Regions from separate parts of the Triticum aestivum genome. Here all the other regions are linked to region 3. A link is a contact called in public Hi-C data. All regions are on one chromosome and are shown on one strand. The core of a region is the stretch at or near the end of the contact, and the rest is flanking DNA. Distances in the headings are between cores, read along the strand shown.

Region 1 (2,700 bases), core at 158-2,657, 220 kb after region 3:
GAGTAGGGATAACTTGCCCTCGGGTAGGCAGCCTATGTGAAATCTCCTAGGTTAAGTACCTAGCATCTCTCAGCTTTAGCACGTCCTCTTCCGTGACGGAGGAGGGCATCCACCGGCCTCGTAGGTCAGGACCGGACATTGTCGAAGATCGAAGGTACCCGAATTTGGAGCCCTGGGTGTTGGAACTCGGGGAGAGGGGCGGATTCAATAGAGGATTGAATAAAAAGAACGGGCCTTGGTCTCATTATAAAGAGGAAGAATACCAAGAGTCGTCCCCGTGACCGTTGGGAACCCGCCTTCGATGGAGGGGGCGTGGCAACGGGCGCGGTTGGGTTACCCACGTCCGTATTGATGAGAATCCCGGAATAAGGGGAACACGATCTCTGCTTCGACAAGACGTGCCAAGGAAACCGCTTCGCTAAACGCGCTGAGGTGGAACAATAAAAACAATTCGAGTAAAGGCTTGGAAGTGGTGTGACGTCACGCCATAGAATACGTCAGTAGATCGATCTTGTGCAACATTATTCTCTCTACGGTGGTACGTGGAATTTAGTTTTGCAGAGCCGGACACTAACCTGGTGTTCACAATCTTCTATAAATTATTCGAAGGAGGAACCCGCCTTGCAATGCCGAAGACGATATGCGCGCCGGACTCGTCGTCATTGAAGCCTGGTTCAGGGGCTACTGAGGGAGTTCCGGACTAGGGGGTGTCCGGATAGCCGAACTATCATCATCGGCCGGACTCCAAGACCATGAAGATACAAGATTGAAGACTTCGCCCCGTGTCCAGATGGGACTTTCCTTGGCGTGGAAGGCAAGCTTGGCGATATGGATATGTAGATCTCCTACCTTTGTAACTGACTTTGTGTAACCCTAGCCCTCTCTGGTGTCTATATAAACCGGATGGTTGTAGTCCATAGGACGAACAACAATCATACCATAGGCTAGCTTCTAGGGTTTAGCCTCCTTGATCTCGTGGTAGATCCACTCTTGTAACACACATCATCAATATTAATCAAGCAGGACGTAGGGTTTTACCTCCATCAAGAGGGCCCGAACCTGGGTATAACATCGTGTCCCTTGTCTCCTGTTACCATCCGCCTAGACGCACAGTTCGGGACCCCCTACCCGAGATCCGCCGGTTTTGACACCGACACAAACTGAGCTCAAAAGAAGAAGAGAAGGGGGGCAAACTGTGCAAAATTTTGAAATAGATACAGACGAGGGAATTCCCACCCAGCCATAAAAGATAAAAATTGTGGCGAGCGGTTAGGTCCATGCCGACAATCAGCCTGGTTAAAGGACCCAAGCCCAGGAGAGTTAAGGCCGTGTACAACAACGCCGGAGGTCGCAGCCCATTCGGTGTGGAAGGACAGTCGGAGTTGGACACGTCACGGTGAAAACCCTTGACCCTATCATAGGTCTCGACGGTGATGGCGTGTTGCGTTGGCAACCTCTTGGGAGCAGCAGCGTGGAGCTCATGTGCCCTCCGGTTGTGTCTCTTCAACATCGGCCGGCGAGCCCGGATCCTATCGATAAGCTCCTTCTACGGTTGAGAACATCAATTGCAACTTTTAAGCAGCTCACCTTTCAGTCTTGTGCTTTTAGAGGCCATAAGGAGACATCCCAGTCAAGAAATAGAGAGAATTTTGTTGAAATGCTAAAGCTTCTTGCAAAGTTCAATCCTAACATTGTTGTTGTTGTTGTTGTTGTTGTTGTTGTTGTTGTTTGAATAATGCTTCAAAATGTTGTAAATACACGTCACATGAGATTCAAAAGGAGACCTTAAGTATTGATGCAATGAAAGTTACGAAGCATGTCCGTAAGGAAATTGGGGATTCAAAGATCTCTATTCTGGTGGATGAAACATGTGATGCTAAAAAAGGAGGAAATGGTATTGGTTTTTAGGATTGTTGAGCTATTTTACAAGAGCGGAACACTGAATCATTAACACTCAAGGGAGAGTTGCCTGCTCTTTTATCCAAGCATTTATTTGATGTCCAAAATATTTGTGGCCAACGAGGGTGTATATTATGTTCATTGTTATTCACATCACTTTGGAACTTGCCGATGTTGCTACATCTAGGGACGTGGTACATGTATCCCAGTTTTTTACAGAAACTTCTCTCTATTTCAGCATAGTTGACTCCGTTCAAAGTGACATGATGAGTTGCATGATATGCAGGTTGCTGAGATTGCACACTTGATTGATAATGATCATATCGAGACAGGGCAAGGGGTGAATCAGATCATAGCACTAAAGCAGTCATGAGACACTAGATGGGGTTCACATTTAGGTTCGATTTCCAACCTTATGGACATGTTTAATTTTGAAAATTCAGTTCTGTAAATCATATCTTTAGATGCATCAGTTGGCTCAAACTGCACAAATAGAGATACTGCTTTTGAGCACTTGACATCCTTTGAGTTTTTATTTGTCCTATGTATAATCAGAGACATAATGGGAATCAGTTAAAGCTTGACTACTAGGAAAAACCTTATATGTGGAGGCTTATCAGTAGCGCGGCTTAAAAGTAGGCGCTACTGCTAACTAGCAGCAGCGAGGGTACAAAGAGTGTGCTACAGGTAATACTTAGCAGTAGCGCGGATCCACGGCCCAGGCGCTGCTGCTAAGTGGGCCACACGACCACCCCCGGGTCAAGCCTTAGTAGCAGTGCAGTTTGCCGAAACGCGCTACAA
Region 2 (2,700 bases), core at 109-2,608, 150 kb after region 3:
TTGGGTCTTGTCCATCACATCATTCTCCTAATGATGTGATCCCGTTATCAATGACATCCAATGTCCATAGTCAGGAAACCATGACTATTTGTTGATCAACGAGCTAGTCAACTAGAGGCTCACTAGGGACATATTGTGGTCTATGTATTCACACGTGTATTACGATTTTCAGATAATACAATTATAGCATGAATAAAAGACAATTATCATGAAAAGGGAAATATAATAATAATCCTTTTATTATTGCCTCTAGGGCATATTTCCAACATGCCCCACGCGGCCCGGCCGGCCCCCTGGCCTCACGAACCGGGACCTATGCCTCCATGGGTCCCGGTTCATGAGTGAACCGAGATTAATGGGCTTTCCCTGATTGGACCAAAGCCATGTTTCTACTAGTGGGATACTATAGGCACATCATTTCCTTTGATCTGCTTATCCTATGGTGGCCTACGTGAGCAATGGAATCAGATATGCATTTTTTGCTAACTGGAATAAACTTTTCTGCCACCTGGAGTAAACGCAGAGAAAATACCACTCTAATAAATCTACCACAATCTCACATGGGCAAGTTTGTATCACATATTTGAAAGATGAGGCATCAATAAAATCTGTTAATTATTATTAAAATACCAAAGTGGTTGTTCGAATTTCAGAAGAAACATGATGTATTGAGTCAAACTTTAAGGTGCATGCTGAGTTTGGAGTCGCTTCAAGGAAAACAATGGTACACCCGTAACTTCAAGGAAAGAGTGCCAGTAAGAGTTTATACACTATTTGCACTGGACTATAGCCTAAGAACTTCCTAGAAGCAATGTCAAATGCTAGAATCCATGGTGAAACAGTCTTCTGAAAGTGTACTAAAATTGAACCTTAAAGTACCATGTAGACTAAACTTGGAGATCGTATACATATGAGTTAACTAATTGGGTTGAAAATAAAAATAGTAATTCGTTGTTCTGTTACGCAAAACTTATGGCAGTTGAATCATGTAGTTATCAACCAAAAGATGGCCCACATTAATTCTGGTTCATTAGATTGTTGGTTGTAGTGCAATATGAGACAGAGAATTAACTCGATGTGGACAGCCTGATGACGTGTTTCTTTGCAAAATTAAAGAAAAGTGACCAATTAAAGAAGCTAAACAACGATATTTTCGACCATACAAAAGTAAACAAAAATGAATCTAACTATCAGCCTCACTGTGTCAATTATTTCTTTATACACAAGATTGAAATGGTTGAAAGGGTGGGTCTATTCTAATAACACCCTCTTAAGACCTTATTCTACACACACAAAATTTTATTCTGCACACCACCCTAACCGACAGAGCCAGCCGAGCCGATCCACCCCACCCACTCTTTCCTCTCCTCCCACGACCTCTCCTCTCCACCTTCTTCCCCCCCACCCCAGTCGGTCCTCCCGCACCTACCATGCGTCAGATCTGCGCCAGCCCCGCGGGTCAGGACACCGCACCCCCGACCACTTCCTACCCCGCGGCGGTTCTCCCACCACCGACCACCGACGACCCAACTGCAGTGCCTCCTCCTTCCTCCAGCTCCATCGGGGCCCTGCCCCACCCCGCCTCCTTCCTCCAACATGGCCGGTTCGGGCCAGCGCCCTCCCAACTGCCGGCGCACTCCGCGGCGATGGCGGGATCCGGCCGCCACTGGCCCCCAACGAGGCCCCCTCCATCGGATCCGGCGGCCACTGCCCCCCTATGACCACTACCGGAGCTCCTCCGTGCAATCCTCCTCTACCTCCCTCTCCCGCACCTGCCCGGCTTCCCACTGCTGCCCTTCCCTCCCCTCTAGTGGCCGTGGACGTTGGCGATCGTCGGATCCGGCCTCCACCGCGCCTGGATCCACTGGATTCGTGGATCCCCCACGCGTGTTCCCCAGTCAGCCCCACCTCGCCGACCCTACTTCCTTTGTCGCCGGCGCCGGCGCCCTGGCCCTGCCCAAGCCCACTTCTTTCTCCCCCCTACCCCGTGGTTTGGATTCCGTGTTGCGGCCCCACCACCAGATCCGTCCAGGGGAGGCAGAGGGGCTCCGGGCCGCCACCACCGGCCACACGCGGCCACCACCTCCACGAAGGGGTGCTCCGGGCCACCACCGCCGGCGCCGCGCCCTTGACTTCCCCACTGGATGCACCCTCACCAGCGGGCTAGGCCACGAGCATAGAGGAGGAAGGAGAAGTTCTCCTATCGGGTGCCGCTCCCAACCAGCATCGATCTGGTTCCCCTCCCCCTCGATGAGCTCCTCCCTGTTTGCTACTGCTTCCCCCGACGGTTGCAGCTCCTTTGAATATGTTTTGAAGCTCACTGAATATTTTTTGCAGTTCATTGTGAAAATCCATGGAGAAGTCCATTTCTTTTTAGATGCAGTACGCCTCGTCGACGCAGCTCATCTGAAAAAATAGTGTAGTTCGTTGCTATAGAAGGTTGTGAGTTATATCAGTGGAGATAATGTAAAAAGAAACTATGCAGCTCATTGTGTGTATGCTTGCAAAATGCGGTGTGTGTATGCGTGCAGTCCACCCCCTCAGTCATCTGTTTTTTTAGATGACAAAAATGTATTGTCAGATGCGGTGGTCTCACTTCTTTTGAAAAATGATTGCAGTGCGGTGTGTGTATGCGTGCAGTGCGCTGCTATGGTCCGCTGTTAGGTGATACTGTTTTTTGTTTTGTTCTTTTGTTTAGAA
Region 3 (2,700 bases), core at 14-2,513:
TCTGTCTCATAATATAAGAACGTTTTTCAAGCTATGTAAGCTTGAAAAACGTTCTTATATTATGGGACGGAGGGAGTACTTCTTATCACATATTTTGGGTTTTCTTTTATGGAACTAAGTGCCTAATGCTCAGACCCTGGCACTTCTAATGATTGTCAGTACTCTGTAAGATACTGTCTAAACCAATGCAGTGGGATTGTTGGAATATTTATGTTACCATTTATTTTTCTATATTTTGCTCCTATGGCCATTCGTTTCTATATTTTTTTTAACAGAAACACTGGCTGTAAAATCAGCACAATCTTTTCTAGTTTTTTAAAAGTCTTCTCTGTAAACATGCAATTTCTGTCAGGAAGATAAGTGGAAGGTATTTACTTACCATCGCCGTTGTCATTAGCTCTCAAGACAATGAAACAATATTTCATCAATGGAAGGAGAAGCACAGTGTAGATAATCAGGGACATGACACCAAGGAGGTCATCTGTGTCCTTGATCCCACCAGTAAAGGTGCTGGAAAACACATAGAGGGGCGAAGTTCCCATGTCCCCATAAACCACACCTAGGCTCTGGAAGGCCAAGTGCAGTGTCGTCGCCCAGCCAACCTGCTTTGCAGGAAGAAAGAGTAGAAAATCAGAGTCAGATTTCAAAAAATTACATTCACCTCAAGTAAAGCAGCTTATTAATATTCTCAGTTGTTTGATTGTGCAAGCTTAAGATGTTAAAGCAGAAGTTAATTAATATGGTTGGTTGTTTGGTTTTGCAAGCTCATGATGCTGAAGCAGCTGCTATGTTTAGTTACTTCACGTAATTAAGTGATAAGTCTGCCATGATGGGATGACATCATAATACATTAGTTACTTTTAGCAGCCTTCCTTGACAAAACTGTGCTGTCTGTAATATTACAAGCGCATACTGTTATCTTTCTGTGAGATTTCTTGTTTGCAGTTCATGAGAAAGCACCCCATCATAACAGGAACCAGAAAATGTTGATGCAGCTCCCTTGCTTGTATTGTAAGGAAATGAAGATTTCTGTTGAACCGAGGAAGAGAGCAAGGGAAGAACAGACCTTGGCTGCATAGCTATAGCCACCAGGAATCTTCCCGGCCTCCATATGCAGGGAGTCGAACCTCTGCAGCCTCCTCGGGGGCGACGGCGGCACCTTCACCGACGCAAACGCAGAGCCCGCTTCAGCAGCCCCATTGCCGTTTGTTTTCAGAGGCTCAGCCATCGTGGAGGTACGATGATGATCTCTCACTCTTACCGGCCTTCTGTGTTATTGTTTAACAATGACTTGCTTTTATAGGCACACACCGGGTGGGCCCAGGCATGACAACAGGTTCGTTACTTTTCTCTGTAAACCGCGTGTGATCTGAACCTGTGGTGCTGGGGTATGAATGTGGGATCCTCGTGCAACCAACAGGCTTCTCACTGAATGTTGGTGAAGTCAAATATTGTTATCGTTTGCTTTAGTCGGTCTCACCCTAGCCGTCTTTCTACGCCGTAGTCGGGAATCTTGTGATCTTGAACAGTAAGGTAACCAGGGAAGGTGGCTACGGGGGATGGCACGGTGACTTTTCTGCATGAGCTTCTCTTGTCACCTGTGACTTGTGAGCGTGTTTCATTTGCAGTTTATCTCTGCTTACTTCGTGGCAGTGTAAAGAAAATTTCAATGTTGAATATGGTTAGAAAGTTAGAATATGGGCACTTAGATGGACATCATGAACTAATCACCATGTCTCAGATGAAAAAAGAACTCTATGAACACGGATTTAACTGCTCATCGAACTCTGTGCTGATATTATCTGGTGAAAACTTTGTTTCAGAAAAAAAAAATCTGTTCTAAGTTCTAACAACATGGTTGCACTGCATTAGCAAATGTTTACTGTTCTAAACTTGATTTTTGCAACCCGTTTAGCAGGCCCTGTGACGTCTCAACCAGAAGCCAGCCACACATGCCATCTCACCATCAGACCCGTCAAGGGCTTTGAACAGTGTGTAACAGACGGCCCAAACCGGCAGGCAAAAGGATTGACCCGCGGTGCCGTGCGCCCGACTCGAGCAGCCGTTCTAGGCGAGCGGAAGACGACAAGGCAACAGCAGGCCCGCCCGGTGGTTTCAACTCCCTTTCGTGCGAATTGCGATGCGATTCTCCCAAGCCGGAAGGCGGGCTTGACCGGACACACTGACTGACCATGTACTCCGTATCATGTATGCATGCTTTCTCGCGCACGCAGGATCTTCCCGGAGAACGGTCGTCCTGATGGTGGCATCCCAAGTGATAGGCCACTTGCCTCGCCAAAGTGGCCTGGCTCTTTTGACCGCATGCACATGCGCGTGATCTGATCACATCACCGAGGTACGTACTATGTCTTGGGTTTTTCGCACGTCGATTGTTGCTTGAACTTGGCTGCTTCTCCTCCTGCCAAAACTTTCCAGGCTTAGTCAGTCAGTCTCCGGTGCGTGTGGCATGGGCAGTGGATTAGGAGCGAGCAAGTAAACGCCGCAGCATCGCTGCTGTGCTGCCAATGTTCCACTGCCAGCGTAGCTTATGGTGGTTTTACCAGTAAGTATAGTTCATTTTTGGGATGCTAATTACCAATCAAGCGCACGCGGGAATCTTTCGCCTCGGTATTATTTTGAACTCGCAAAAATCTCCATTTTTGAGTTTTGCTTTTGTAAGAAATAATTTGGGGGTTTCTT

The links. Hi-C and Micro-C count contacts between places; a contact is called where the count stands out from the background.
Region 1: a contact with region 3 is called in a Hi-C map of leaf, with 4 times the contacts expected there. The contact joins the enhancer-like site here to the promoter of LOC123072138 in region 3. A contact is called at or near these places in 2 of 5 Hi-C or Micro-C datasets (both in leaf).
Region 2: a Hi-C map of leaf shows a contact between it and region 3, with 5 times the contacts expected there. The contact joins the promoter of LOC123066289 here to the promoter of LOC123072138 in region 3. A contact is called at or near these places in 2 of 5 Hi-C or Micro-C datasets (both in leaf).

The regions. Positions count from the first base shown.
Region 1 is chr3B:743,692,153-743,694,852 of IWGSC CS RefSeq v2.1, reverse strand. No RefSeq gene overlaps it. Among protein-coding and RNA genes, the nearest start is that of LOC123072136, 15 kb to the left of the region's middle. Within about 2 kb of position 1,407, at least 1 of the 8 cell types and tissues checked has an H3K27ac peak or open chromatin away from gene starts, as enhancers often do. A contact at or near this core is called in leaf, where this site is marked.
Region 2 is chr3B:743,762,341-743,765,040 of IWGSC CS RefSeq v2.1, reverse strand. It overlaps LOC123066289, which reads left to right and starts at 1,358. Exons shown (of 1, transcript XM_044489400.1): 1 at 1,358-2,700. The coding sequence starts at 1,597. The coding sequence ends at 2,418.
Region 3 is chr3B:743,909,533-743,912,232 of IWGSC CS RefSeq v2.1, reverse strand. It overlaps LOC123072138 (potassium transporter 5), which reads right to left and starts at 1,263. Exons shown (of 9, transcript XM_044495691.1): 1 at 1,067-1,263; 2 at 380-602. The coding sequence starts at 1,228. It overlaps LOC123072139 (a long non-coding RNA gene), which reads left to right. Exons shown (of 5, transcript XR_006434851.1): 2 at 1,017-1,235; 3 at 1,304-1,336; 4 at 1,916-2,356; 5 at 2,437-2,700.